Linked DNA regions of Mus musculus: region 1 is linked to region 2. The links are chromatin contacts, called in public HiChIP or PLAC-seq maps. All regions are on one chromosome and are shown on one strand. Each heading gives the region's core, a stretch centred on a gene start, on an enhancer-like site or on the middle of the called end of the contact. The rest is flanking DNA. Distances are from core to core; before and after follow the strand shown. Region 1 holds the start of Irf6 (interferon regulatory factor 6). Region 2 holds the start of A230020J21Rik (RIKEN cDNA A230020J21 gene).

Region 1 (2,924 bases), core at 358-2,857, 2.1 Mb after region 2:
GGATTAGAGCCAACACAATGACCTCATTTTGACTCCATCACTTCTTTAAGCACCCAAATAAAGCTGCACTCTGGTCCTGGGGGGCCCCTCCCTCAGTCGATCACAACACCAATCTGCAATTTCTCCCTCATCATCTTATTTTACTGTTTTGAGACAGGGTCTCACTATGGATCCCAGGCTGGCCTCAAACTCACTGTCTTCTTTTTCCTTCCCATTGTGATAAAAATAACCAGAAAAAGAAACTTAAGGGAGAAAAGTTTTTCCTGACTGCATTCAAGAGTGCACAGCCTGTCAATCCTGGGGCTTCAATATTCAGGAGCTTCAAGTTTCCTTAGCTGGGAACAGAGATTCACACACGCTAAAGCTTGGCTTAGCTTCTCCACTTTTTGCTCAGTGAATGATTCTGCTTACAATTAAGATGGGCCTTCCCACATCAATTAGTTTAATCAAGACAATCCCTCGAAGACATTCTCAGAGGCTAACCTTAATCAATACAACCCCATCCCACCCCCACCCCCATTGTCCAGAGGGCTGTCCTCTGGCTGTCTAGATGACAACTAATACTAACTTCACTCTATACAGTATTAGGTTAGGAAGGCTTGGTCTTCCCACCTCAGTCTCCTGAGTGGTGGACGCCTTTCATTGCTGTTATTCTTAGGACAGTGGGGAGGTTCTCACCCAGGGCCTTGATATACTAGGGAAACACTCTAAAAAGGAGCTACACCCTCAGTCTTCCTCCTAAGTGCCTTGCCCATGTTCCATCTCCTTGTTTCAGCGGCGTTTGGTGGTGAAGGGTTTGCCTCACTGCCTGGACGCTGCTTTCATAGTTGATCAATGGATAGGGCAGGTGGGTGGCACTTGTCAGGCACACAGGACATGAACTCCAGGTGGCAGAAAAGACTCTTACTCTGCAAGGTATTGTGGGATATTCTACCCTCACTTCAATAATAACCAAACGTGCTATGTACTTTATAGACACATATTGAATGCCCACATAATCTACCAGGCAGGCGATTTAGAAATCCCACTCTACAGAAAAGAAACGGAAGCTCAGGTTGCTGAGAAAACTTTCTTAGGTCTCTAGTGTCCGATAAAGACAGGGGCGAGGTGGGGTGGGGGTTTGAACGCCACAACTGGCTCCAGGGTCTGTGCTTTCAACTAGCACTTCATGGAGAATGGAAAAAGTGAAAATTGCGGTCGCCTTTGAATAGATAGAACTTAAGGTAGAACACGGGGTCCACGGGCAGTCCTGGAAGGTGCATTGACAAGTCCTGGAGTAGCTTCTCAAAGCCAAGTCCACCTACGCAGGTCCTCGTGCTAGTTCTGGGGCCCAGTCTCAGAACCCTCACTTGTGCAGGGTCACTACGGGAGGGGCGACGCTCTTCTATTTCGACGTGAACTCCTAGAACCCTCCCCCCCAAAGTCCCCAGGACGATCGGACACCCGCAGGGTGAGGCCCACACAGGGACCGCTCCCTCGGTGGCAGGGGCGTAGGGTGACGAAGAGGCAGGGCGGGGCCGGCGGCCCAGGAACGCAGAGGATCAGATTTCTCGCAATGCACCAATCCTGAACTCCGGGGGATGTGGCCACACCTGGAGGGCGTGACCAGACCGTGCAGGGGCTGTGGCATCCAGGGCTAGGCTCTGAGCACTGGGCACCGAGGTGGGCAGGTGCGGGCCTGTGCCGGCCGCAGAGGAGCCCGCGGTTCCCAGCCGCACCTAGCCGTCGGGGGAGCTCCTGTGCTGCGGCGGTGTGAACTCTTGTGCACCTGCTCCTGAGCACGGACTGAGGCCAGGTGGGGACGCCGGCGTTGGCAAGCCACCTGAGGGAGGACAGACACCTGACGGGTGGAGCCGGGCCCATTGGAGTTGATGTGGGCGGGGGAGCCGGCTTGGGTTCCGTGTCCCGCACCAGTCTGGGTGCTGGGCGCTGGGCACCCTTCTTCAAGTAGTTTTGGGACGGCACCGGGCCCCTTCTGATCCCCTCCCGCAGAAAGAGCTTGTTTCTGCTCCGCCTGCTCCACCATCGGATGGAAGGAAGGAATCCCTTCCACCCTAGCCTCTCCGGTTTTAACTAGCTTACTCTGAGGCTGGCTCCTCTGTCCCAGCGGGGACTTCCCAGGCCCCGAGGCCCTGGGTTCTAGTGGCTGTTTAGGGAAAATCGGGATGAGGATGACCTAGGGTTTGGTCGGATTTGTTTTCCTTTTTCCGAGTGTCTTAACACAGTCAAGGCCGCTCACACTGGGCCTGGGAGATGTCTGTGGAGTTCCAGGTAGCCAAGCTAGGTGCTGGGGAGGGTGGCGCCAGGCGTGGCAGCTCTGCCGGGTGAGGCCCTCCTGGCCTGAAGGGGCTGGAGGCGGTGCGCGGAGAGCAGAAAGCCTCCCATACCTGCCTGGAAGGGAGGCCTGGGCTGCCGTGCTTCGCTCGGTGATAAAGTGGTAACCAGCCTTCCCTGTTTTCTTGGTGGGTATCAAGATGGAAGCTAGGGAAGGGAGAGGGCGAAGGTGCTTGGGCAGGGATTGGTGAAGTTGCTAGTTAGATCTGTGTGTCACACATGACAGCACAGTGGCCTACAGCTTGGCCTTGTCATCCACCAACTCCAAACCCACAGGGAGGAGGTGTGTGAGGATGTGAGCAGTAGAATAGCATTTACTCCGAGGCAAGGTGAAAATTCATGGAGCTGGCATTTCAGTTCCATTCAGGAAGAATGGGAAACTAGGGCAGTCCCAACAGCTGCCTTTGAGACCTGGCCCAAACCACCAGAGCCTTCTAGCTTGAGGTCTAGGATCCACTCCTGGAACAGACAATGAGGACAGTTCGTGCCCCAGGAGCCTGAAAGTGCCCCTGCCCTCTGCTCACAGTGAGGAGGTGGGTGGTGGTCTTATCACTGGATGGTTCCTATCTGTCAGAGAAAACAGACCTTTC
Region 2 (2,775 bases), core at 187-2,686:
ATATGGAGTTGATATTTTTGTTATGCTTAATGAAGCATTTACCTCGAAAACAATTCAGAACCAAAAAAATACCTTTTAAAAAACATCTGCTATCTAAACATAAAGAAACAACCGGGGGCTGGTGAGATGGCTCAGTGGGTAAGAGCACCCGACTGCTCTTCCGAAGGTCCAGAGTTCAAATCCCAGCAACCACATGGTGGCTCATAACCATCCGTAACAAGATCTGACTCCCTCTTCTGGTGTGTCTGAAGACAGCTACAGTGTACTTACATATAATAATAAATAAATCTTAAAAAAAAAAAAAGAAACAACCAATCAATGTATCAGTAATAAATTGTTTTTGATACATAGCAATTAAGTGACTTAGAAAAAGAAAGTAACTAATAAAATAGGCACACATATTTAGTCTCTTGGGGTATTTTAAACCATGATCTTGACCCAAGTGAGACTTGAAGTAAGAAAGTAACATTTTCTAGTTACATGGCGGCAGGTAACAATATATGTATAGAAAGGATTATAGATTTTTTTTTTAAACTAGATTTCCTTCAACTGAATGAATACTAAGCATCTTTTAAAATGTGACATTTACAGTGGTGACAAAAACATCAGGTGTCACAAGTGCCCTCTAGCAAAATTTTAAGTTACAATAACAAGCCTAAAATTAACAAATGCAAACATAATATTGTGGTGACTCATGGTGGTGTTTGGGAGCCTGAAGCAAGATTGTCAAGTTTGAGGCCAGCCAGGGGGACACTGTGATTTCCAGACCAGCCTGCCCTACACAGTGGAAGAGACCGTTTTAAATAAATAAATCACATACAAAAACCTTTTACCTACTATTATTTCTGTTATTCTAGTGGCATTTGAATTTATGATGGTAGAAAAAAACAAGATCATTTCTTAAGGAAGCCTTGACTTATCCCACTAACCATTCTTGATCAGTGATTTGCCTTCCACTGTCTCACGGTTAAGAACTAATAGCTGGACTCAGTAATACTGCCAAGTCTTTATCACCGGAGCATTTATTGAACATTCACTTATACGTGACCAGTAGGTGCCAAGCTGGGCTGACTACTAATACTAATACAATTAAATCAGGGCTGTTCCAAGGACATTTAACATGGAAACAAACTTTCCAGATCTCAAGACCTTTCTTCTGCAGTGGCGACAAAAACACCTGAGATCTCTTTTACCGCCAGTTTCCAAGCGTGCCCGTGTGTGCGCCTGTGTGTAGGCCAGAGGGCAACCTCGGTGTCCTTTCTCAGGAGCTGTCCTCCTCACCTGTCAGTGCTGGCTGGGAATACACCCTGGAGCCACCGTGCCAGGCTTTTCTCGTGGTGCTGGAGCCCAGTCTTCACGCTTCTATAGTATGCACTTTACCCACAGACCGTTGCCCCAGCCCGGCCTATGACTTCCTACCAGCCTGAAAGGATCCCAGTTATCTAGACGTTCCAGTCTTTACCTGATTGCCCAGCACTGCTGTGGCACAAGCCGTCGACACCTCCTTGGGTCCAAACCATACCGAGGCGACGGGGGAGGGCAAGCCCAGGATGAAGACCTGGGCCACGGAGCACAGGATCTGCCCCAGCATGGTGACCCAGAAGAGGTGCCGCTGCACGCTGCCGCACTTGACCCAGGCTCCCAGGCAGTTGAGGCCGGAGCCCAGCAGCGCCGTGAGCCGCAGGCCTCGCGTGTCCAGCAGCCAGGTGGCCGGGAAGATGAGGGGCACGTAGGCCACCATGTACACCATGGACAGCCAGTTGATGTGCAGCGGCGACACCTCGTAGAAGTCCTCGAACACGTTGCTGATGCTGCTGTACTGGATCCACTGGAAGGCGTTCACCAGCGAGTAAAGGCTGAAGATGAGCAGCACCACGAAGCGCCTCGGCGACAGCGCTGTGCGCGGGGGACACGCGGGGCATGGGACGTCCTCCCCGTCGCCCGCGGGCAACAGCCGGGCCTGGGTCTCCTCCTCCGCCGCTATCAGGGCTTGCGGCCCGCCCTGGGCTCCCGCGATCAGCGGGCCGAGCCCGGGGCCTCCGTTCAGCGCCTCAGGCCCGTTTTGCGGTACCAAGCGCGCCTCCCCGTCCGGGGCGCCCTTGGGCACTGGAAGGTATCCCTTCCCCAGCGGGTGCCCGGGCGCCACGGCCGGCCCCACCTCGTCATCGGGCCGCGCCATGCCTCCCGGCTCCCCGCCCCGCCGCCCCTTAGTGCTCCTCGCCGGCTCCTAGGTCCCACCCGGTTCAGCGCGCTCGCCTGCGCCGCTTGCTGACTAAGTGAAGCAGAGCTCACCGCGCCTGGCTCTTGCCGGCAGTCCCCGCCCCCAGGGCATCTCGTATCGCGTAGTGCGACCCTCCATCCAATCATTGAGCGTTTCGGAAGTCCAGAAAACCAATCGGGGAGTTGCCGAGAAGAGGGGCGGGGTCAAGCTTGTGAAGATGTAAGAGGAGCCCAAGGCAGGCGTTCTCTACGCTGTGGTTTGCTGGAGCTGCCAGGCCTTTCTCTGCGCTCGCTCCGCAGCGTTTAGCCTCAGGTTATCTTGGAAGGAGAGCGCCAGAAAGCATTTCCGTCCGCCCAAAGAAAGAGGCTTCCTCAGAAGCAGGCCTTTGCGTTGATTGAGCTGAGCGGCTCCATCCACGCAGAGGACTGAAGGAGGTAATGGACAGGTGCAGCCCCTGCCTGCCTCCTGTACCCCACCAGTAACCAAAGTCTGTGCATAAGCTAACCGTGTACTTGCACATCCCGGGACCGGATGAGGGCAGAGCTCCGGAAGCA

The links. HiChIP or PLAC-seq counts read pairs in DNA pulled down with a chosen protein or histone mark.
Region 1: an H3K27ac HiChIP or PLAC-seq map of large pre-B cells shows a contact between it and region 2, with 4 times the contacts expected there. The contact joins the promoter of Irf6 here to the promoter of A230020J21Rik in region 2. A contact is called at or near these places in 3 of 39 promoter capture datasets (the C10 cell line, the HPC-7 cell line and pre-B cells) and 1 of 115 datasets of contacts at active chromatin or transcription factors (large pre-B cells).

What each region holds. Positions count from the first base shown.
Region 1 is chr1:193,151,505-193,154,428 of GRCm38.p6, forward strand. Irf6 (interferon regulatory factor 6) reads left to right here and starts at 1,608. Exons shown (of 8, transcript NM_016851.2): 1 at 1,608-1,795.
Region 2 is chr1:191,023,915-191,026,689 of GRCm38.p6, forward strand. It overlaps A230020J21Rik (RIKEN cDNA A230020J21 gene), which reads left to right and starts at 1,437. Exons shown (of 2, transcript NR_027298.1): 1 at 1,437-2,655. Flvcr1 (feline leukemia virus subgroup C cellular receptor 1) reads right to left here and starts at 2,276. Exons shown (of 10, transcript NM_001081259.1): 1 at 1,463-2,276. The coding sequence starts at 2,179.